7 separate regions of the Mus musculus genome follow, and regions 1, 2, 3, 4, 5 and 6 are each linked to region 7. The links are chromatin contacts, called in public Hi-C, HiCAR-type, HiChIP or PLAC-seq and promoter capture Hi-C maps. All regions are on one chromosome and are shown on one strand. Each heading gives the region's core, a stretch centred on a gene start, on an enhancer-like site or on the middle of the called end of the contact. The rest is flanking DNA. Distances are from core to core; before and after follow the strand shown. Region 1 overlaps Tnfsf8 (tumor necrosis factor (ligand) superfamily, member 8). Region 2 holds the start of Tnc (tenascin C). Region 3 overlaps 8030451A03Rik (a long non-coding RNA gene). Region 4 overlaps Tnc (tenascin C). Region 5 holds the start of Tnfsf8 (tumor necrosis factor (ligand) superfamily, member 8). Region 6 overlaps 8030451A03Rik (a long non-coding RNA gene). Region 7 holds the start of Trim32 (tripartite motif-containing 32).

Region 1 (3,473 bases), core at 194-2,693, 1.8 Mb before region 7:
TACCAGTAGTACTATGTCCAGTTTTCTGAGGAACTGCCAGACTGATTTCCAGAGTGGTTGTACCAGCTTGCAATCCCACCAACAATGGAGGAGTGTTCCTCTTTCTCCACATCCTCACCAGCATCTGCTGTCACCTGAAATTTCGATCCTAGCCATTCTGACTGGTGTGAGGTAGAATCTCAGGGTTGTTTTGATTTGCATTTCCCTGATAATTAAGGATGCTGAACATTTTTAAAGTGCTTCACAGCCCTTTGGTATTCCTCAGTTGAGAATTCTTTGTTCAGCTCTGAGCCCCATTTTATAATGGGATTATTTGAATCTCTGGAGTTCAGCTTCTTGAGCTCTTTGTATATATTGGATATTAGTCCCCTATCAGATTTAGGATTGGTAAAAATTCTTTTCCAATCTGTTGGTGGCCTTTTTGTCTTATTGACAGTATCTTTTGCCCTACAGAAGCTTTGCAATTTTATGAGGTCCCATTTGTCGATTCTTGATCTTACAGCACAGACCATTGCTGTTCTGTTTAGGAATTTTTTCCCCTGAGCCCATATCTTTAAGGGTTTTCCCCACTTTCTCCTCTATAAATTTCAGTGTCTGTGGTTTTATGTGGAGTTCTTTGATCCACTTAGACTTGAGCTTTGTACAAGGAGATAAGAATGGATTAATTCTCATCCTTCTACATGATAACAACCAGTTGTGCCAGCACCAATTGTTGAAAATGCTGTCTTTTTTCCACTGGATGGTTTTAGCTCCCTTGTCAAAGATCAAGTGACCATAGGTGTGTGGGTTCATTTCTGGGTCTTCAATTCTATTCCATTGATCTACCTACCTGTCTGTCGCTGTACCAGTACCATGCAGGAAACACCAATTACTTTTCTTTGATTTCTCTTAACATCAAAGGACTCAATTACCCAATAAAAAGATATAGACTAACAAACTGGCTACACAAACAGGACCCAACATTTTGCTGCTTACAGGAAACCCACCTCGGGGATAAAGACAGACACTACCTCAGAGTAAAAGGCTGGAAAGCAATTTTCAAGCAAATGGTCTGAAGAAACAAGCTGGAGTAGCCATTCTAATATCAAATAAAATTGACTTCCAACTCAAAGTTATCTAAAAAGACAAGAAGGGGCACTTCATACTCATCAAAGGTAAAAATCTACCAAAAGTTCATCTACAAAATGAACTCTCAATTCTAAATATCTATGCTCCAAACGCAAGGGCAGCCACATTCATTAAAGAAACTTTAGTAAAGCTCAAAGCACACATTGCACCTCACACAATAATAGTGGGAGACTTCAACACCCGACTCACCAACGGACAGATCCTGGAAACAGAAACTAAACAGAGACACATGGGTACTACCAGTTACTTCCTTTATCTTATTGTCCAGATTCATTCGAGAAAGACCCTGGGGCCCCGAGAACAGCTAGAAGCTGAGTGAAGGGTTCCCTCTGCTGTCTGAGCAAGCTCACTACTAGAGGAACCCCCAGCAGAAGTAGGGGCAGTATTCATCTCTAGCTGTTCTGGACTCACACGGGGCTTCTGGCCCATCAAAGGCTGAAGGCCAGCTTCCACTCTCTAGATCTTAGCCCATAATTATCATCTAAGCAGTGTTCTTGTGAGGCTTGTTGCTGCCCTGCACATACTCGTGGATGTGTATAACCAGAAATTTGATCCCAAAGTGTAATAGTCTAAGGAAGTGTGACTGTTGTCCAATCTCATCTTTGGGACTGTAGAACATCAACCAAAAGAAACCAGAGAGATGCAAATCGGACTCTCTTTGCTGTGAATCACTTTCTAATTTATGTTCCCTACAGCTCTGATGGGCTTTTGACTCCTCCCAATCTCTCCAGTATCAGCCCATACCCTCCCTCATTTTATTCTGTGTCTTAATAGTAATAAATGTCATCACCACTACCACCATCATAACTAATGTTGACTATTTCTGTAATGTTTTACTGAGCATGCTACAGCCATGATTTCATTTTTACATTTTTTTACAAGCATCCCATAAGAGATTTAATTTTTACAATCATCCCATGAGAGATAGTTTACAGTTATCTCTGTTATTTACATTAGAAACTATAGGTTTTAAAAGTTTAACTGGAGGGTGGGCAAAGATGGAGCAGAGACTGAAGAAATGGCCAAACAATAACGGCCCAACTTGAGACCTATCCCTTGGGTAAACACTAATCTCTGACACTATTACGGATGCCATGTTGTGCTTGCAGACAGGAGTCTAGCATAACTGTCCTCTGAGATGCTCTACCCGGCAGCTGACTGAAACAGATGCAGATGCCGTATGAAGTATGAAGCAGAGGACTGCTTTGTATTGCCTCAGCAGGAGAGGATGTGCATAATTAATCCTGCAGGGACTTGATATTCCAGGGTGGGAGGGGATATATGGGTGAGGAGTGGGGGAGCATCCTCCTAGAGGAGAAGGGGAGGGGAAATGGGAAGAAGGACTCTGTGAGGGAGGAATGGGATGAGGGTGCAGCAGTTGGAATATAAATAAATAAATAGATGAATAAGAAAGGGTTAACTGGCTTGTTCTCAGCCACACATCTAGTTGCTAGTAGGGTGGAGATCAAAACTCAGTCAGTGTGACTCTAATGCCCAAACGGATTTCCCCCCACTCTACACAAGTTTGGAGACGTGCAGCTCCAGTACACAACTACATGGATATGCTTCCACCTGCATACCTCTGGTTCCTGTCAAGTGGAATGCCCTGCCTCTATCAAGCCAGTTGTCCTTTAAAACACATCCTGGCAGAGACTACTGTTTAGTCTCTCCTACTGATCAGCCAAGAAGATGCATTTGCTGAGTGGAGTCAACTAGACCATCTCTCTTATTTCCTTCTGTAGCTCTGGCTGGACCAGTGCTAAGGGCATCAGTGTAGTGAGAAGGAGTGCTTGCTTTTTCCCCTGGCAGGGAGAATATTGGCCTGACTCTCACAGATTCTAAGTTAGGTGGAAAAGTAGGATTCATGCCCTGGATCAAAGCCAGGATGTCACATCAAAAACAGGCTCTATCTCTCTAGTCCTAAGGTCCCTCTGTATCAGGTGGCTTGTGGTGATATCTGCCAGAGCTGAGCATCTACAGATGGTGGCAGAAGTACAAGCCCAGGCTTGTCTCTCACACATGCAGGCGTTTTTTTCTTCTGTTTTTCCCCTTTGGTCTTCATGTGTACAGTGGGGTGACCTCAGCTGTAATTCTGAGAAACCCAATGATGGAAAAAGTCTACCTTATTTTGAAGCATTTGCATTTCCTGAAGTCAAATGGCAGGCATACTGTAGTTTTTCTTCAAGAATTGATTAGATAGTTTCATGCTTAAGACTAAGCACAGGCTTCTCCTTCTAAGAATGCCATTGCTGGAGTTGGTTCAAGGAGGGGCTGGGTATTGAGAGATTGACACTGTTGAGCTGGAAGAAGACCTTGGAGAAGGGTGCCATCTCTGTTACTTCACT
Region 2 (3,356 bases), core at 80-2,579, 1.6 Mb before region 7:
CAACACACCCCTTGCTTGTAAAACACTACGTGCCAGGCTAGCAGGCTGTCTCAGATTGGGCAAGATAAGAAGGCAGAGGCTTTGGGGGTAAGCAGACACACTGAAAAACTGGGTTAAGAGGCCCCGCTTTTCACGTCCAGGGTGTTGGCAGCTTTGGGCCATGACAGAGATTGCCCAGTTGCTGATTTGATCTTTTTTGTTCCTCATTCGCTCCTCATTATAAGGGGAGCTGCTGTCCCCACTTTAGAGAAGTGGAAACTAAGGTCCATAGAAGTTACATATTTTCCTGACACATTTATGTTGTAGTGGCACTAGTGGGAATGCCCAAGCCACTTCTAGGGTCAAACCCCAACCTCTTATTCCCCCTGTCACAACGATGGCATAGAGGAATCTCTGTGCTCTTTCCAAAGTTCACCAGGGAAGGGAATATGTTACTGGGGTTCTGGGATAAAGTGTCAGGAGGGAGGCCGATTTGGGAGCAATATGGGGTTCAGATGCCTCCAAACCTTCTACACATGCCCCACCTGAGGTCTCTGAATCAGGAGGATGGCACCCTGCTTCAAGAACCCACAGACGTGCCCACCAGTTTCATCTTACAGCCTGTGGGCTTTTCATCCGTGCCCAGAACTCATCTCCTAGCTCTGGTATCCAGCTCTTATCTTTCCCCAGAGTGGACACTGAGGATCAAATGGGACAAGAGGGGAACGAAAACTGTCAAGTGCTGAGACTGTGTAGATGCACGGTTGTGTTCTCCCTACTACGGGTACGTGGTACTCATCCCACCCAAGTGCTGTGAGTGAATGCCACTTTAAAATGCAACTTCTCTAACGCTCCAAAAGGGGAAAATCCACAGGTGAGAATCAACGAGGTAAAAGGGTAAGAGTTAAAGTAAGACATTTCCTCCAAAGAAAGGCAGAGACAAAACTTTACCAAAAGTTCCCTGAGTTCCTCTGACTATTGACAGATCCATACCAAATACATGACCGCAGGAGGGCAAGCACAGAATAATCGGGCCGCATCTGATCACACCGGGCTTGGAAATTAAACAAAAGTTTTATAGTTACAAACCCACATCTTACTGGGTACCGGGAATGCCAGGAGCACACCAGAAAGATCCTGGGTGATGGGATCAACAGACTCACCTTTTCCAGGTCGGGAAAAGCAAAGTCTCTGGGTGCACCAGCTCCGTGAAGAAGTACCTGGGTTAAGCCACAACGAGTTCCCAAGCGCGCGGTCCCTAGCGTCTTCCCAGCCACTGTCTGTGCCCACCAGAGGCTAGGGTGTGTGTCTGCGCGCGGGAGAGACGCGTGACAGTAGGCAGGCTGTGGCCGGAGCAGCCAGCTTTGGCAGGCTTATATAGGGAGCTCCTTCCTCTGTAATGGGACGCCTCGCCTCCAGACATCCTTTCCCACTTTTTTTTTTTTCAGTTGGTGAGTTAAAGGCACAGCCCTCCCAGCGGAACAGGGTTAGCTCATGAAAGACGCACTCACTCCAGGCGCGCCGCCAGCTAACGGACCATTTGCATACAATTTATAGTGAAGAAAAAAAAAAGTAGGAATTTCAGCTCCCTCCGCCCCCGCAGAGTAGTTGTTAGTGAAGTGTGATTTTTGCATTGCTCCACAAATGAGTATTCTAATTGTGAAACAGAAGCCTTGGGAACTGGGATATGAGGGAACTGGATCCTGGCGCTGCTCCTGGACTAGAGCAAGCTGGAAACACGACCTGGGTTCCCTCAGGCTCTGGGCAGCAGCTGCGGGGTGGCACCTCGGAGAAAGCCTGAGGGCTGAACCTGAGTTCCTGGAAAGAGGAGATCGAGGAGAGTTGAGCAAGCCCGGGGCAGTTCAGGTTTCTCTTGGCCAGCTTGGAGATAACCCAAGATTAGTTCTCAGCAGGTGGGAACCATACTGGGAGCTTAGAAAAGTGAGCTTTTCTGAAGCAGGACCCAGCGGTGCCCAGCTGCCTGGAGGAATCTTTATCCAGATCCCAATGTCCCCTCAGGAGTCACTTTTTGACATTGTTTATGCCACATACTAAGTGCTTTCTACTTAGTAGGGTCTACTAAGTAGGGTGTAGTACTTAGCTCAGGGTGTACTCCTGAGCTCTCAGTGTACCTAGGTGCTGAGTGAAGACTTTTTTTTTTTTTTCTTAGAGAAGCACTAATATATTTCAAAAGGTAACACTATTTAGGTTGAAGTCCTCATTTAGCATGTTAAAGTATCCCCAAGGCACCTGGGGCCAAGCTCAGCTCACGGTACTTCTGGGCTTGTTTGGGACAGTGCTTATACCCTGCAATTTAGAGAAGCAGTTTAATGCCATCAAGGAATTGTGCCTGGGAAGCACTTAGAATTCATGGCTCCATGACACATTGGTGACCAGAAACAGTGAGTGATGCTTAAGTAGGAAACTGTCACCCATGACAACAGACACAGCTGCTTTGCTGGACTGTGGAAAATGCATCTCTTTGTTCTGTAATTTAGAAGAGACTTCTGATGTTTTAATTAACAACTATTATCGGAAATTTCAACCATCCACTTACTGATTGATACCATCCTTCAGCCTTTCTCATAACATTTAGTTTCAATCTCCCTGGGAGAATAAAGCAAGACAAAATTAGGCTATCCCTAGGGTGGCACCGATTCCAGGACTCGAAGACTGCCTGCTTAAGTGTTCCCTATCCCCCCCCCCCCCACACACACACACACACACACCGCTCAGACATCAGGAACAGCCATAAATAGTCATGTCGTAAAACGACTCATTTGAACTTTTAAACCATTTGGGCTGATTCAGATGTTGGTTGCTTTGGGAATTTTTTCATTCTGCGTGTTAGCCAAAACATATTTCAGTGGCACAAGCCTGTCTTTCCACCAGTAGTGAATGCTTCCACGCCTCTAGGCTTTCCTAAGCAGACCCAGGCTACCTCTTCTCAGTTAGCAGAGAAAGTGTTAGACATGTCTTTACTCCATGTGTCCTATGAGCTATGTTTATATACAATAAATATATAATCAATTTATTTGTAACCATTTTCTTATGTCTGAACAAGGTAAGCTGAGAGAGTCTGCTAAAAGCCGTGTGATTAATAGGGCTTCTAAGAATGTTCCAGACTTGACATCCCTGGTCCCCAACAATTCTTAGTGTTCTATAGTCAATCATGAATTCACAGCTACCACAAACTGCTTAACCTATTACTGGAAAGCGAAGTCAGATGGGAGGCCCTGAGGATGGTGATCCTGACACATAAGACTATAACCATCAGTGGTCACAGAAATGTGTCACATGACACCTGAGATCTATCTTTTTTTCCATTAATTTATTTATTCACTCCACATCCCAGTATCCAGCCTCCCTCTCCTCCC
Region 3 (3,010 bases), core at 246-2,745, 1.5 Mb before region 7:
CCTCTTTGGGGAAGACATCTTATTCCCCAAGACTCTCCTCTGTAGTTTCAACTGTGACAAGCTTGGAGACAACGTAGCTATTCTTTTCCAAGAGTCTCCAAAGCAACACCCATTTTTTTGTCCATCCTGTTTGATAAACATGTACTGTTGTTATGCTATTCTCAATGTCATTCAAAGTTTGTCAGATGACTCAATTTAACAGAGTATAACTCCTTACTCATCTTTACTGGAGGTCCATGCTCAGTGGGTTTGGGACTCCAAAGTAAAGTAAAATGAATAAACCAGGGGAAAGAAGCTTATGCAACTGTCTAGTTGCACTGTGTATAAGTACTGTTCATCCCATTGCTCAGTTCATTTTCTTCACACTTGTTTCACTAGAGAGACAGTTATTTTTGCTTATTGATCAATTGCTTGTCTCTTGTAGAAGACACGGGCTCCACAATATAGTGATATTCTTTAGTTCATGATTCATCATATGTCTTTAGAATATCTCCTGGTACCTTGGATGGGGTTGATGTGCATTGCAGAATGAATGACGTTGATGAGCAACTCCTGTGTTATGCAATTTCAAGCCTGTGTACTTGATGCATAACCTGAAATAAATAAATATTGTATTCATTTATGGCTAAGAACATTGAGAGTCACAGAGCAAGCAGTACATCTAGACCCATTCATCTGATAATGGGTTGATCTGGGATTTTCATTTTGGCTTGGTGTATTCCAATCTTATCTCATAGATGAACAGGACTCTTGATTATTCAAAGTCTAAAATATTGGAACATTTTTTAAACATGAAGACTGATCATTGACATGCCAAGGTAAACATGATACAACCAACAGATGCATACATTCTGTCCCTAGTCCAAAGAAACAAACCTCCAAATTACTAGTATGTATAACTTTTCATTTATCTGGTTAGAGTCAGTATAGCTAAGATTTGTACATTTGTTCACATTTAGAGCTCTTTGAACAGAATAATAAGGAAAAATCTAAAAGAATTTTAATTTTATATCAAGAAAAAGTAGGACTGGAGACTAAAATTTAACATGGTTATGTTGTGCCTACAGATTATTTTACATGAATAATTTTTCTTAGTTCTTATGACAGCAATTTTTTTCTTGTACTTTTTAATCTGAAGTAGGAATTTTGAAGCTCAGCTTGATGAATCCATACCTTAGATTGGAACAATGTTTGAATTTATGCCAATATTGCTGAAGAATTTCTCTTTTTCCTGTCCCAGTGCATATGCTGGTCAGGACTGTGGTCTCAATGACCTCATACCATCACAGACATGGAGTGTGCTGCACCATGGCTGAGAGACAGCCTCCCTTACAGCCTAGACAGCTCAAGAACTAGCTTGGGGTTTGGCATCACGCCTGGTATGAGTCTATCCTTTAGTTGTTTCTTTCTATTGTTGGCCAACCCCCCAGGAAGGCTCGTCTCTTCTGTGCAATTCAACTGAAATGAGAAGTTACCACAAGGATTCTGGAAGCCCGCACTCCATGCTGAGATTTTTTTTTTCTTCCCTGAGAACTGGCTGCATAGTAATGTTCTGCGTCAGTCCTTCCAGATCCCAACTCAAAGATTCACAAACACTGGCTCCCCTGAGCATTGGGCTGCTGGTTATGATGAAATGTTAGCACAGAAGAGCTTTCTTTTTCTATTTTGGGTTTCGAATCAGGACAGCATGGTTACAGGATGATTTATGCACTTTGAGAACTTTAAAATGTTTTGTTGCTATGCCTTCCCCCAGGCATTTCTCTTATCACTTGGACTCAGCTTGATGCCTCTCTGGAATCCGCTTGTTCCCCTATCATCTGTGCAACACCAAACACATGTCTTCAATCTGAAATCAGAAAACTGAAAATTGGAAGCAATTGATTCTAGAAAGATCCCAAACAGACTGCCATTTGGGCATAATAAGCCCCAAAGAGGTGGCATTTGTAGTATTTGGGGATGGAAATATCCATCTGTAGTTGCAGCTAGTTCCCCCCCTCCCCCGTCCCATCCTGACTCTTAAAAAATGAAAAAGTTAGAAAGCAAGGAAAGGGTTTCCCTAATGGAATTGCTATTTACTGGATGACTATTATGCATGCCCTCATTTGGCCTATGACTGCTATTTCCTCTATGGTGGACACAGCGATGGATGTGAAGAAGGTACTGGCAGGTCACATAAAACCCCATCCTCAAAGAGCTCATGGTTCATTGCACTGGTTGGCTGAGGCACGTGTCTTGCACACTTCTCTGTCCGCTGATTGTGCTTCTCTCTTGTGTGCCATCATTGCTGGTCTTTTTCCCGGTTACTGATGATCACCTCATTTCGAGATCTCCTGTGCTCCTGCCTGCGCTCTTCTCCCATGGTTAAATATGTTCTTTACACTTTTACCCTACACAACTTCCAACTCTTTCTCTAACTTTCTCATGATTCCAGTCCAAACAGGACATCCAATCTCCAAGACATCTCCCTCCCACACAAAATTAGTACTCTTATGTGTTCTTGGATGACTCTTTGTTTCATGACATTTGTCATGTACTACTGTAGCCAGCTATACCTTTATCCACTTTTTTCTTCTGTCAGCTTCTGAAGAAAAAGGGTGAAATAATCATGTTGACAGATATGTACCAAATGTATGGCTAATGTTGGCTGTTTAATAGCTATTCTTGGCACATAGAAATGGTCTGTCCAACAGACAAGTAAAATTAACTTAAATAATGTCACAGGGACTCTTCATGTTATGTATTTTTTGGGACAACCTCTCACATAGCTTAGGCTGGCCTTGAACTTGCTATGGACTTAGCTTCTGAACCTGTAAGCTAGCCCCAATCAAATGTTATCCGTATAAGTTACCTTGGTCATTTTGTCTGTTCATAGCAGTAAAACCCTAATCAAGACAGTGGGATTGGATTGACCTTTGCATACTATCTACTTGAAAATCTTTTTGAATCACATCTAAATTTTCAAGTACTCCACCACACAATTATAGGATCTACCAGATTGAAATTTCCCCAT
Region 4 (3,192 bases), core at 17-2,516, 1.6 Mb before region 7:
GACAGAAGCACTGTTATAAGTTAAGAAAGAAGGCTGCAGGTGGTTCTGGAAAGTTCCATTGAAGTCCATCTCTCTGTCTTTCTAATTGTGACCTGTCACAGGCTGAGCTTCCTCTAAGCTTTCTTTTTCTCATCTAAAAAAATGCAGACATCCAGTGGATTCTGTCTAGCTCACAGCGCTGTTCTAATATACTGTCCAGAACGTTTTTCTGGACAGGGAGAAGTGGCATACAAAGAGCCAGGGTTGTTGTTTATGATTTGTCTATATTTGCTTTGCATAAAAGACCTATGAGGACAGGGTGAGAAATTTGCATTTAATAATGATGTGTGTGTCAGGCATGGTGGTGGACATCTGTAATCCCAGCATGCGGTGGGATGGGCTAAGGCAGGAAGTGCATATGTTTGAGGCCAACGTAGGCTTCATAATGGGACCCCATAAACTTACAAACAAAGCAAAAATAATAACAGAGGGCAGGTCCCTCATATACAAAGGTGTCTGGCTACAATCATAATTAAGACCTTCACTCTCTAAATGTTGTCAGGTAGCCTGGGTTTCTTGTAATCATTTTTAAAAGAGTGTGTACCAGGCTGGTGTTGTCTGATTCTTACCTAAGAACCTGCTTTTTCATAGAGTGCTACTTGAGAATATTATCTGAGTCCTTCTTACTCCCAAGCCATAGGGCTGTGTGCAAGCATTCTAAGACATCCAGGTATTTGATGCTGAGATCTTGGAGCAAGCTGTCAAAGCTCTTTCAGAGTCTTTTTAACTAATGATGATACCCATGAGTTGCAGGAGAGCAAGCAGATATTGATGAAGCTTTCCTGTGAGGCGCTATCACCAAAGCATGCTGGAAGCTACAACCTGAAAACATGGCTCTGAGTGAAGGGAAAAACCAAGTGCTCTCCTCCACCAGAGATACAGAGAGAACGTAAGTCATATTCTTGTTGGTTGGTGGATTTTCTTTCCAAGTAACAAGATCCTTCTTGACATGATCTCAGCCAAAGAGGTATTTATTGTTAGGTGATAAAGTGTCAGATTTTTTTTTTTTTTGAGGCATGTAAGTGTTAAAATAATTTCCAGCCCTGGCTTTCTCTCTTCCATCACACCAAACTGCCTCTCAAAGGGGCTCTGTGTCCTTCTTACTGCAACCTGGCTCTGGCACCTATTAGTCAAAGGTGAAGATTTTTTCCTTTCTGGAGGGGCTCCCAGAGGGGTCACAAATCTGTCTCCTGTTTAAATAATCATAAAATAAGGCCACCCAAAGAGGCCCTGGCTTACACAAGATGGTCTGCATTCTTGACCCAGCCCCTCTTTGTTTACACTGTTCTCTAGGCACACATGGCTGGGTGCGCATGTGTACACACACACACACACACACACACACACACACACACACACACACACACACTCACATACTCCTTCTGTGAGCTGAAATTTCCTGAATTTTTCCAAGCCACTTTTCTCCTCTTTATATCATTTTCCTAAAAGACGTTTGTGAGGGTTCAGTAGTTGAAAATACCTACAGAGAAGGATGCCATCTCATAGCTCTGTTATTAGTTTCTCCTTTAATGTGGAGCCAGAAAGCTGTACAAGGGTCACTTTAAGTCAAAGACAAAAACCTCTATTCTCCCCCAAATAGTATAAATTGGCATGTCTCTTATATACAAAGGTATCTGGCTACAGTCATAAGTAAGACCTCAGACCACTAAATATTGTCAGATAGCCTGGGTATCAGGTAATCATAACCTAGCCCATTAGGGTTATAATTTAGGTGAAGAACAAAAGGTTGCTTGGCAGTCAAAAGACTAACAATGCTAGGAATGTAGGCATCACCAGGGAACTTAGGAGAAACTCATCTTAACGTCTCCCCATGACATCCCAATATATCAGAATTCACACATCAGCAGATTCTCAGAGACATCAGATACCCATTACAAGGAAGCTTCTGGTGAAGATGGAGGCCTTTGAAAGACCATTTTCCTATCACCACTCTACAACCACTAACTACAAGAGAATAAGAAACATATTCTTTTAATGAGAGTCATTATAATTCAACCATAGTTGACAAGATTCTTGACCTACTCTACCTCTCAGAGACCAGATGTTGCAGATGTTGGCCTAGACCTTTTTAATGATAGTTCTTCTAGATCAGCATCCAGAAGACATTCAAATATCTGTTGATTCAGAACCAGGAGTGGTGAATGCGTGAATCCATAGGAATTTCATGACTCCAGACTCACAGTGTAGCTACCCCATACCTGCTGTTCCACTGTATCCTTCTACCTTCAGCTTGTAGCGACTCTTGGCATCTCCAACACTGAATCTGTCGTACACAGCATAGGCAGACTCCCCATGGTCTTGTAGGTCCACCCGGAGCTCATACTGCCCTTGGGCTGTGATTTTGCTCAGGTTATCCAGTCCTGTGGATGACGGGCAATGTCTGGTAAGCAATCACAGGTGACTGAGGAGGTCCCTACCACTCAACAGTGGGACATATCCTGAAAACTTGGGCTTGAAACATTCTCTGTTTGCTGGTATGAAGGCAGACAAAACAAATCTCATGTTTCTGAGCCTCAGAAGAAAACAGTTCAACACCTTTGCTTATCAGCTTCCTATTGTATTGTGAAGGTCAAAGGTGATAATCCAGGGACGTGACTTGTACACTCTAAAATTTATAACCAATGTGAAGCAAAGGATAACTTTGGGATGGGGTGTCTTAGGCTCGGACAGTGGAGCAGATAACAATGCTTTGTCCATGTGGTTTGCTGCAAAGTGTCCATGATGAATGATGGCCCTGTTATACTAGTTTGGGAAAATTTGAAGGACAGTGTATTTGTCAATTGGCTAGATTGCCATAGACAAACCATACAACGTCCTTGAGGGTCTGTTTTCTCATGAGTAAGATGGGAATTCTGCTCTTTGCAGGGATGTTCTAGGTGAAAGATTACAACCAGGAGACCCATCTCAGTGTTTGAGCTTAAGAGGAAAGCAGTTCACGACAGCACTGAGGTTGGCTCCATAATTGGTTTTAGTGTCTGACTTAATGCAAGGTTTGTCCACAGGTCTGGCTTGATAATGCTTTATTTTTGTGACCTGGAATATTTAATTAATTCAACACTATGTGGCTCCTACCAAACTTCTTTCCTTTTGATCCTTTCCTCTCCCTGTTGCTCACGACAGGAGGGTAAGTGA
Region 5 (3,170 bases), core at 310-2,809, 1.7 Mb before region 7:
AACTAGTATGCTGCAGAGTCTGTGGTCCAAGGCAACTTGGAAGAATTATAAATTAGGTGAGTTCACACTTGGGCAGGGTGTTGCACCAGTGGTATTCATACAGTATCCAAATCACCATGCCTGGATCTCACCCCAAGCCTGTGAGTCATGTGAGCTGACCACGCAGTCCTTTCCAGACAGTGTGTAAGAGTTCTCTCTCAAGGATACTTTTCTAAGCTACGGTTTGACTTTCTCCCCCTACCCCCATTTCAAACAAACGAAATTTCCCAAGATGGTGTGGCCCTGCACATTATGTGTGCATCTCAGAGGGTACAGGTGACAAAAACACTGCTACTTTTCAACACCCTGAACTCTTCAAAGCCAGTGGCTTGTGAGGAAGCTTTCGATTTCTTTTGTGGGTTTTAACATTGAAATAGCAGAGCTCTGGGAAGACTTGGCCTCTCTCTCTCTCTCTCTCTCTCTCTCTCTCTCTCTCTCTCTCTCTCTCCCTCTCCCTCTCTCTCTCCCTCTCTCTCTCTCTCTCTCTCTCTCTCTCTCTCTCTCAAATATCACAGTCTTTAAAAAGTAGCTCCTCACTAAAAACAAGCAAGCAAGCAAGAAAACAACCACAACAAACAAACAAACAATAGCAACAACAGACTCTCGGCAAAAGAGAGGCCTCAGAAGTCCTGGGAGCACGGATTGAGGACATAACCTTAGAATTAGGATGAGCGCCTTACAGAGGTGATACCCACATGCGCACTCGCCATCAGGGCTCCCTATGCTTCCTCCCTCCATACTGTGAGGCTGTGACCCATCTGGGCTTCAATCTTAACTTCTCAAGGTCAGCAGCTCTTCTGTTGGCTCCAGTACATCTGGAAATTTTTGAGCTCATGTCCAGTTCTATTTCTTTTAAAAAATTCCCACTGAGTGCAGAAAGTTCATTTCTAGTTTTTCCCCTTTTCTCTGATATAATCTCTCTCTATATATGCATAGTTTTACTTATTTTCACTTTTTAAATTTTTTTTTTTTTTTTTTTTTTTTTTTGCTCCTAGTTAAACTATTCATTAGCTTCCCAGAGCTGTTCCTCTAGAGGACACACATTATAAATGAGGAAAGAAAAGCAGAAAAAAGATGTTTACTCACCTTTTTCTGGACTACCAGTACCAGAATGATCGCCACTGCCACAACAAGGCACACCAGTGCGGTGGTGCTGAGGTAGAAGTAGCTGCGACTTGTGCTTCTCCAGGGCCTCGTGCTTCTCCAGGGGCTGGCTACCGAGCCGGGCTGCACCTGCATGGCTGGGTCAGGGGAAGGAGCCCCACAGCTGCCTGCTTGTTGCAGCCCTGGCTCCATGCTTTATATAGTCTGTCCCACATCACACCTTATCTCTCCTCATCTGATTCGGTTCTGTACCCAGCTCTGTTCCAAGAAGGATTTTCCCCTGCATCCTGGATCATGTGACTTGGAAAAAAGCCTTCACCAGTTGCCGGATGGAGAAACTCTTCTCTGGGGGCGTGAGGCGAAGGGTGGCTGCAAGGGTGGGGGAGAGGTTCATTTTTCATCGCCTGGGATTAATCTGAGTGCAGAGAAATTGTAGCGAGATAGACGATGGTTGATGTCAGCGGGTGGTAGGAAGGAGACAGTTCCGCGTGAGTGTACACCAACCACTTCTGTTTCCTTTAGGCTCAGCCACAGAACGCCTTGCCGCGGGGACCCTGCACACTGCATGATCCATGCTGGTGGCCCAGGAAGCTTCCAGATTAGTCTCTTTGCTGGGTCCCTGGAGATGGCAGTCCTTTGTCAGCAGCACAATGACTGTTGGGGTTGTCCAACAATTACAGCATGCTCTAAACTGGAAACATACCCATTTCTGGGAAAGAAGAGCCCACTGTTTGGGCATTTACCTACCTGGAGACAAGGTTGTGGCAGTAGGATATTTGAGGATAGTTTCAAAGACATGGTGAGAGAAGAGGAATTTGGAAATAATTTGCTGTTGAACCAAAGCTCCTCTATCTCTTGCAGGGTGCTCTCCAGGGCTGTTAAATTTGCCGATGAAACTGGCTTGCCCTAAAGTTCATACTAGGGGAAGAAATTAGTGAGGGGGTCAGGAAGGGGAGGCTCAGTGCTGTGGAACGAGTGTGTGAAGTGTCTGTGGGTTGTATGGGGGTGCAAATAGTGTTCCAGGTGTTTGTGATGAGTTTGTGGACAGAGGTTACTAGAATTGAACATTCTGGCTCAGGTACAGTCTTGGGAACTTGGCTTAGAGGCTGACTTCACACTCGTCACCAGCCTCAGAGGCAAGTAGTATTTCTTCTTCACAGCATAGAGAACTGAGACCCAGCATAAAAGCATTCTTAATCAAATCTACCAGTGTTAATCTAATGGTAAAACTTGGTGGTATATGCAAACCAGCCTGGCTCCAAAAGCCTGCCGGACCCTTTCCTTACAGGCTGAAAACCTCAGGTTGCATCTTAGCCTTTCCTCTTCTCAGCATTGCTCCTTGAATAAGTCAACGCAGCCCCTGCTTTCACCCCAGTCTGCTTTGCAGTCATGGGGAAGATCAAACAGGATGATGTAAGAGGGCTTCCTGAATGGGAATGGACTTGGCAGCTGTTGTTGAACAATTCCTGTTAAACAGCCCAAGTTGCCCTCTGGGCCATGTCTGGAATTTCATATAATAAATAGATTTCTGGGACACAGAGCTGGATCGTATCTGTTGCTATGAATGACCTTTCTTTCAGAATATTCTCTAAAAGCTTCAGAGCTGCCTCCAGATGTGGCCTTCTGAAACCTCACTTGCTATTTCCCTTGAGGTAGACAGCACCTTCTCTTTTGACTATACACTACCTCTGCAGGTCACAGGACATGTCAGAAGCCCCAAAGAAATGCCGGATCCAAAGCCCAGCTCAGATTATTTAGCTTTCTGGATCTGTGTAGATCTCTCTTTGAGCATTCTGCAAGGCAGCTTAGACTTAGGAGATGGTCTAGAGGCCCTTTTTGGTGAGTTTATAAAATGAAAAACCACAGAGGAGGGATAGGTAGTGAGGAATGAACTGGTGAGTATCTTCTTCGAGGGCAGTGTCTCCATCTGGTTGTCAAGGAAACTGAGCCTGGGGTTTGGAAGACAGATTTGTCCTTAGCCACTTGTCCTGCTGGTTTAGATAGGGCAAGGCAAGTTAGTGTTTTGG
Region 6 (3,470 bases), core at 534-3,033, 1.5 Mb before region 7:
AAAAGCAGGAAATAAAGGGAGAGAGACAAAGGGAAAGATAAAGAATAAAGGAAGGAAGAAGAAAGCAGGGAAGGAAGGAAGAAGAAAAAAAGGAAGTTATGTACATAAAAGAAAAAAAAAAGACCAAGCAGAGTTTTTTTGTTAGGGAAATCAGCATTTGTGGCTGATTAATAATAATGATAATAATAATATAACCAACCAGTGCTTCCCCATGTTGAAAAATGTGAAGACACTGGGTTTGTGGCCAACTGTGGGATATCTTGAAATGGGCCCAGCCTGATGTCAGTTTTTTTACAAATCAGTTTATGAAAATTTGCATTTCAAAGAATACTCATTGACAAAATATATTCATTATTACTTTAAATAAGTATGATAACTTGTTCGAAAATGTAAATACTTTACTATCTAAATTGCAAAATAACTTGTCTCTTTACATTCTAGAGAGAGGAGAGGCATGCTTTGTGTTGGGCTCTGCATTCTTGGGCAGCTGAAGCAGAGTGAGAAACTGGCTGATGTGGAGAGGCTCTTACATCCAGGGCTTGGACTTCCGGCTTGCTGAATGGAAGTGATGAGCCTTCCCCACGCCCTCTCCCCTTTTGGATCCACGTTGCTATCTGTGTCAGAAGGCTCTGGAAAATTTACACCTGCACACCTGCTCCGTTTTGTGTTCCTCTTGATTTTATGAGTGGACAGCTGTGAGCTACAAGGAGCTCAACAGTTTAGAACCCCTCCCGCAACACGACATGAGAAGACACGGTTTCCCTCTCCTTTTCCACACTCCAGGCTCTGCATGAGACGTGTGAAGGCTGTCTTCCCAGCTTGTCACATATAATTAGGATTTCTGAGACTTCTTCAGAGAAAGAAAAGGGTTGTAATTTTCTGATGTCACTGAGTCATTTTGGTATAACTTTCTTGTTCTTATTGAGGTGGAATGTGTGTTTGTGTATATGTGTGTATGTAAGTGTAACATACATGTATATATACACACATATGTAACATGTGTATGTGTGCATGCATGTGTGTTGTATGTGGAATGTAGTAACATTTAAGGAAATGGATATAAAGTGTTTTTAGACTTGTCTCAGTCCAGTTATCTGCTTCCCTGAGGGCTATGTCATTCCCTGTGCCCAACAAAGTGTCCTGAGACATTTCCTGTTATGTATTCTCTGCCACTTGTATAGTTATTTGTTTTGTCCTCACAACACAGTTCAGCTCTGTCCATGGGATGGGGCAAATGGGTACAGTCTTTTTATAACTTGATTGGACACATCAGTATGAAGGCAGAATTAAAAAGAAAACACTATTTCATTTACTTTAATTATTATAAAATCTTCAGAAGAGAACTAGGTATTCTGGATTTATGTTTTGCATATAGCAGTTGTTTTTTAAAAAACAGAAAAATCATGTTTAATAATGCGAACATTGTTTTCTCTTGTGCTATGGAAGCTAGTTCAGTATGTGTGTACTTAAATAAGAGGAAAGAGGCTGGAAGCAAAATAATGTTCTGGTCTCTACCCAAAACATCCCTTTTTTTTCCTCCCTCTTTGCAAAGTCTTAAAGTCTTAAAAGCTGTGGTGATTAGCTTCCACACTTCTTTCCTAAATGCAAAGTGAGATGCTGGTTTATGGACCAGAATGAAAAAAACCAAGAAGAGCTGAGACTCTCACGGGACAGCTTGCCAGTGAAGTCTTCCAAGTCCAAGAAGCTTTACAGAAGTTGGAGGTGCCCTGGAAAGGGACCAACAGCCTTTTCAGCTCTTTACCCATCACTAATTCTGGCTCCAGCTGGACTCCGGCTTGCTGATGAAAGGGAATGAAAGCCGTGGGCCTCCAAGGGCATTTTGGATGGAATCTATTCAGTCTGCATTTACTTGCGCTGCATTATGAAATCTCCATGACAACAGGCACATGTCTCAGTGTGTTACATGGAGAAGGACTCTACTTTGTCAGGAGAATCTGATCATGTGCCACTTCCTTCCTGGGTGTTGGAATGGGTTCCACCTGGAGTTGGTTTCCCCTCATCCAAGATGATGGTAATACAGAAAGATATCTGAGGCCAGCATCCAAATTCCTGAAACCACCATAGATCCCACTGGAGACATGTGGGAATGGAGTTTGCTTCGGTGGCAGTTGGCAAGCATGGCACTGATGAGAAGTTGAGGCTGAGGCACCCTTTCTGCTTCAGTTGGCTCTCTGATTTGGCTGGTTTCTGAAAGTTATGAGATGAAAGGGTGGGCGAGACTCTGGCCATCATTATTCTGCTCTGAGAAGTATGATTTTTGAAGCTGCTAATACTAAATAAGTCTCACACAACATCCTGAAATTATTGTCCCCCAAACTGTCTGTCTTTAGTCATTTTACAAGCCTGAGAGATGTCTACAACAACAACAAAACAGAACACTGCAAAACAAAAAAGCAGAGTATTGGTCAGAAGAAAAGCTAGTTCTCATCAGCTACAGTACCCATACTAGAATTATCTACCATATGAGATATTTTAAGGAAAATAATTGATTCTCATTTTCAGCATGCTTAGTTATTAATCTCCCAAAGGAGACAACTATTATGTTTCTGGAAAATAAAAAACCTGATTTCCATTTGCACATGTTTCTCTTGGAGGTAGGGGAACTATGTCAAAGACTGTGTCATGAGTACCTGTCTCCCACAGTAGATTCTCATTTTCATTTCTTTGTCAAGTTCATTAATTTTTATGTATGGTAGCTAGAATCATTAAAAGTTTAAAAATCAGTCACCTTAGGACAGTTTACTAATGGATGCAGAATCATTTCACTGATTATGGAGTTTATGTTTAGGCATAAAAGTTCAAGAACTGAGAAATTTATCAAAGAGCTAAAAGAAAATCTGCCATATGATGCATCCATACAGTTCTTTGGTGGACCCAAAGAACTTATTATCTAACAGTAGGGAAACTTGCTCAGTTGTTCATTGTTGCTGTCAAAATAACTAGGAAATGGAAAAAGCCTAATTATCCTTCAAATGATGAATGTGATCCATATACACTAAGGATTACTATTTAGATGCAAAGCAAAATGAAATAATGAAATTTCCAGGTAAATGAATAGAAATGGAAACTGTTTTTCTAAATGAGATAATTCAGACCAAGAAAAAAATGCACATGCCCTTGTTTAGATGTAGAATGTGATTCTGACTCTTTAGGTTTGAGGATGTAACTTGAAGTAACCACAGAAACCAAGAATATAGAAAGGGATCATAGTAGAGTTGTGAGCAGGAGATATAGAGAGGCGGATACAGGAGACTAATGGGGGGGAGAGGGGCGGGAGGCAGGTGACTTCATAAGGTGAGAAGGAGAGTAGAGGGAGTGGAGGCAAGGAGACTTAAAACATAGCTCAGATGTTTGAGAAACTATAGGGAAACATTTTACAAGGTTAATACACACACACACACACACACACACACACACACTTCTCAAGTGAGGTGATAACGCTTCCCTCT
Region 7 (3,179 bases), core at 565-3,064:
AAACATAAAACCAACAACAACAACAAAATCTTACCAGCACAACTATATAGTGGGGGTACAGGACAACCTAGGTTATACACCAAAATGCTGTCTCAAATAAACCAAACAGGAACAAAGTCCTAGTTAGTTTTTAATGCAACCTGTTACGAAGTGAGTTCCACAGTCCTGAGCCCCTGAATTTCAGATGTCAGAAAGGGAGAGAGAGTGAAATGCTGTACTTTTCTTCTTTTTTGCTCCTAAAGAAATTCGGAATCAAATATGACTAACCATGGCCTGTATACAGATTCTCATCTATCCCAAATAACACACTCTACTGTGGAAAAGGCCTATGGATATTTATATTCACAGAACAAAAAACTCCTAAGTCTTAACTTAAATGCATTGTGGGGGATATCAGGTAGATGGGCTACAGCAAGATAGGGAAAGTTCTTTTATCTTTTCCGGATGTTATAACATTCTTAGTGGAAGCTCATAGTCTTCTAACTTTAACTATACATTCCAATGGTTTACCTTATAGTCAGAAGATTGTTAGGCCAGAGTCATAGGTTGTTAATAAATGGCCATTAAGAGAACTAAAGCTAGCCCAAGATAAATTGACTATGTGTCTACAATATGTTTTATCCTTTCCCAGTTCTAGGTATTTGGTCAGTCCATAGAATTGCCAGCACAGATATAATTTCTTCAAGGAACTTTGAGTCACATATTCTCTGGGAAAGCCTTGGGAGTTCTGGGTGCCTGGGTTGGCTCAGGGCTCTAGAATTATCTGAGATATCAAATTGTACTCAGAATGTATAATCAGGAAATCCGGCCAGGGATAAAATCATGTGAGAACTCCTGAATCACTGAGAAGAGAAACAAGTTGGAGAATGAATAGCCTGGTTCAGAGTTCCATCAAAATCGATGCCAGGTGTATACCGAACCTTGGACAAGATGTGTGGGACAGGGGCGGGAGTGAGGTGGGGGAAGGGGATAAATTTACTTTTCCCACCTTTCTGAGTTATTAGTAACTCATCAAAACAATCCTTAACTTTATTTTGAGATAAAGAAGTAGAAAAATGAAGTTAAGAGTGATTCTGGGAAATTAAAGCCAGGTTCTGACAGGTAGAAACTGGTTACTTTGCCTTTTAACCCCTAGGTCTCAGCTTCTTTTCAAAGTCTGTAGTCTGTCGGAAAGTGTCTAAAGGTATTACTGTTTTTGTTTTGTTGTCTTATCATTGTGCAGAGGGTACACAGCTAGGTGGAATTTCAAATATGAGAGCATAATATTTCAGATTCCTTCATATTCCTCACTAGTACTGTGTGTTTATCGCATTCAGGAGCAGGTATTACCTGTCCACAAACTACCTTCAGGACCAGGAGGTCCTGGCCACAAAACCTCCCGTCTGACAAGGCTCAATGCAGGCTTTTCCCTGTTTCTCCCTCTGCTATCCGCCTCTGCGCTGTTTGGCAAAGAAAACGTCTTTCCTAAGGGGCATGTGTTCAGTGACTCCACTTTGGGATGTGTCACAGGCAGAAACACCTAGCCCGGGGACCTGCAGCTCTTTGAAGGGAGTGTGCTTGTCTTCTTCAAAGAGGCGTCTGTCTGCAAAGTGCCCGAACTTTCTGGAGACTACTACTGGGGGATTAGCATTGACTAACCATGTTTAGACTCTGAAACGGGGCAGAAAGCTGCAATGGCCTAGGTTTCCGGAGCCATCCCTATCTATTCAGCTGGGCCGCGGGCGCTGAGCCCACAGACCTACAAGCCCCAGCATGCCTCGGGAGGCGGGGCAAGTTGACGGGCAGGCGACTGTACGAATTGGCGACTGCCATGGGAAGGACGTGCTAGCGCATGCGCAGAAGGCAGCGGGCGGGTGGGCTGGCAGCGGTGGACTCGCGTCGGAGCTGCGGGCGGTCAGGTAGGGGGCGGGAAGGAGGGTCTGCGACCAGGGACTGTGGTGGGTCGCGGGGATCCAAGATTGAATGGCAGGATTTGGGGACTGGATCGGAGTGGCAGGATCGGATTCGGAAGGGACGGGCTCAGGAGCGATTCGGCGGAGATGAGATGCAGCTGGGGGAGGGGAGCAAAGGGGCTGAGGAAATTTGCAGTTGCAGCATGTCGGGAGGTATGAGGTAATGTGGGGGCCATGCGGAGAGACGGGGTGCAGCATGTGGGAGATGGGAGGATCTGACGTCCCTGGAGGTATCTGGGTGCAGAATATCAGAAAGCATAAAGGAATTTGGCAGGCCTGGATGAGGTTGGGTGTTGGCGGGCAGAATCTTAGGGGCTTTGAGGAGATCGGTGTAATGATAGCAAGATCTGAGATCAAAACAGCCAAGGTCTTGGAAGATCCTAATTGCTGAAGAGAAAGGGATTTCTGTAGCGGAATCTGGGAAAGACTGAGGGGTGAGTTCCCGAGGGAATCAGTACCCAGTTAGAAAATCGCAGCAAAGGTTTGAAGGCAACACGTGAGGCAGGACGGGGGCGGAGGTGGGGGGCGGGGGTTGGAGGTGGCCCAGTACAAGATGGGGATGATGGGCAGATGAGCGATCAGATTGAAGGAGGGCAGAAATCTGAGGTACAGGATTGGAGTTTGGAGATGGCATACAGGGGTGATAGATGTGGGAATTTGAAAATAGATTAAAGGATGTATTGGAGGGATGAGGGACACATAAGAGCTATTGGTGAATTGCAAGGCTGCAGCATACAGTCTAAAAGGTTGAATGATAGATTTGGGATTTAGCGTTGAGAATGAGGTTTGTGGAGAATGAATGGTGGGGAGTGAATGCTGTAACTAGATTATAGAATTCAAAACCAAATGAAATTTGTGAGTAGGTTCTTAGGAGGTTTTTGTTTGTTTTTGTTTTTGTTTTGGTCTTGGCATAACTGAACCCAGAGGGTCTTCTGGAGACCCAGGGACCTGAAAGTAATTTATAAATAAACTATGTATAAATGAATGGAATTTAGGAGAATGTAAGGGTTTGGGAATAAAGACACCAGTCTTCAGAAATCCTGAAGGAGAGTTTGACATTCTTTGAAGGGCAGATTCTTCCTCACTTACTAACTAAAGGCCCTTTAATCCTGAGGCAGGCATGTATTCTGACTATACCCACTCTGACCACCCCCACCTCCTCATCACAGACCCGATATTATAGGCCTTGGGGAAGAAGCAGTGAACTACCTAAGGGCTTCTGCTACC

The links. Promoter capture Hi-C pulls out the DNA fragments that hold promoters and counts their contacts. A called contact is a pair of places that touch in the nucleus more often than the background predicts. HiCAR-type assays count read pairs that join an accessible place to other places. HiChIP or PLAC-seq counts read pairs in DNA pulled down with a chosen protein or histone mark.
Region 1: a contact with region 7 is called in an H3K27ac HiChIP or PLAC-seq map of large pre-B cells, with 10 times the contacts expected there. The contact joins the enhancer-like site here to the promoter of Trim32 in region 7. A contact is called at or near these places in 3 of 39 promoter capture datasets (the 3T3-L1 cell line, hippocampal neurons and second pharyngeal arch cranial neural crest) and 1 of 115 datasets of contacts at active chromatin or transcription factors (large pre-B cells).
Region 2: a contact with region 7 is called in a promoter capture Hi-C map of embryonic stem cells, with 2.8 times the contacts expected there. The contact joins the promoter of Tnc here to the promoter of Trim32 in region 7. A contact is called at or near these places in 4 of 39 promoter capture datasets (the 3T3-L1 cell line, embryonic stem cells, hippocampal neurons and 1 more) and 2 of 115 datasets of contacts at active chromatin or transcription factors (both in stem cell-derived neural progenitor cells).
Region 3: a Hi-C map of cortical neurons shows a contact between it and region 7. The contact joins the enhancer-like site here to the promoter of Trim32 in region 7. A contact is called at or near these places in 5 of 39 promoter capture datasets (the 3T3-L1 cell line, the C10 cell line, frontonasal cranial neural crest and 1 more) and 1 of 484 Hi-C or Micro-C datasets (cortical neurons).
Region 4: a contact with region 7 is called in an H3K4me3 HiChIP or PLAC-seq map of embryonic limb bud, with 6 times the contacts expected there. The contact joins the enhancer-like site here to the promoter of Trim32 in region 7. A contact is called at or near these places in 11 of 39 promoter capture datasets (the 3T3-L1 cell line, 3T3-L1-derived adipocytes, the C10 cell line and 6 more) and 1 of 115 datasets of contacts at active chromatin or transcription factors (embryonic limb bud).
Region 5: a promoter capture Hi-C map of stem cell-derived epiblast-like cells shows a contact between it and region 7, with 3 times the contacts expected there. The contact joins the promoter of Tnfsf8 here to the promoter of Trim32 in region 7. A contact is called at or near these places in 7 of 39 promoter capture datasets (the 3T3-L1 cell line, the C10 cell line, cranial neural crest and 4 more) and 1 of 115 datasets of contacts at active chromatin or transcription factors (large pre-B cells).
Region 6: a HiCAR-type map of astrocytes shows a contact between it and region 7, with 6 times the contacts expected there. The contact joins the enhancer-like site here to the promoter of Trim32 in region 7. A contact is called at or near these places in 3 of 39 promoter capture datasets (the 3T3-L1 cell line and liver) and 2 of 115 datasets of contacts at active chromatin or transcription factors (astrocytes and embryonic limb bud).

What each region holds. Positions count from the first base shown.
Region 1 is chr4:63,839,213-63,842,685 of GRCm38.p6, forward strand. All of the region lies in intron 2 of Tnfsf8 (tumor necrosis factor (ligand) superfamily, member 8), which reads right to left. Among named protein-coding and RNA genes, the nearest start is that of Tnfsf8, 20 kb to the right of the region's middle. Within about 2 kb of position 1,444, at least 17 of the 459 cell types and tissues checked have an H3K27ac peak or open chromatin away from gene starts, as enhancers often do.
Region 2 is chr4:64,045,607-64,048,962 of GRCm38.p6, forward strand. It overlaps Tnc (tenascin C), which reads right to left and starts at 1,330. Exons shown (of 27, transcript NM_001369211.1): 1 at 1,143-1,330. The region is part of intron 4 of 8030451A03Rik (a long non-coding RNA gene); the gene reads left to right.
Region 3 is chr4:64,075,071-64,078,080 of GRCm38.p6, forward strand. All of the region lies in intron 4 of 8030451A03Rik (a long non-coding RNA gene), which reads left to right. Among named protein-coding and RNA genes, the nearest start is that of Tnc, 30 kb to the left of the region's middle. Within about 2 kb of position 1,496, at least 68 of the 459 cell types and tissues checked have an H3K27ac peak or open chromatin away from gene starts, as enhancers often do. A contact at or near this core is called in cortical neurons, where this site is marked.
Region 4 is chr4:63,962,340-63,965,531 of GRCm38.p6, forward strand. It overlaps Tnc (tenascin C), which reads right to left. Exons shown (of 27, transcript NM_001369211.1): 25 at 2,259-2,420. Among named protein-coding and RNA genes, the nearest start is that of 8030451A03Rik, 21 kb to the right of the region's middle. Within about 2 kb of position 1,267, at least 4 of the 459 cell types and tissues checked have an H3K27ac peak or open chromatin away from gene starts, as enhancers often do. A contact at or near this core is called in embryonic limb bud, where this site is marked.
Region 5 is chr4:63,859,725-63,862,894 of GRCm38.p6, forward strand. It overlaps Tnfsf8 (tumor necrosis factor (ligand) superfamily, member 8), which reads right to left and starts at 1,560. Exons shown (of 4, transcript NM_009403.3): 1 at 1,126-1,560. The coding sequence starts at 1,335.
Region 6 is chr4:64,147,333-64,150,802 of GRCm38.p6, forward strand. 8030451A03Rik (a long non-coding RNA gene) reads left to right here. Exons shown (of 12, transcript XR_881356.2): 12 at 442-1,224. Among named protein-coding and RNA genes, the nearest start is that of Gm31115, 5.2 kb to the right of the region's middle. Within about 2 kb of position 1,784, at least 27 of the 459 cell types and tissues checked have an H3K27ac peak or open chromatin away from gene starts, as enhancers often do. A contact at or near this core is called in astrocytes, where this site is marked.
Region 7 is chr4:65,603,172-65,606,350 of GRCm38.p6, forward strand. It overlaps Trim32 (tripartite motif-containing 32), which reads left to right and starts at 1,815. Exons shown (of 2, transcript NM_053084.2): 1 at 1,815-1,898. The region is part of intron 16 of Astn2 (astrotactin 2); the gene reads right to left.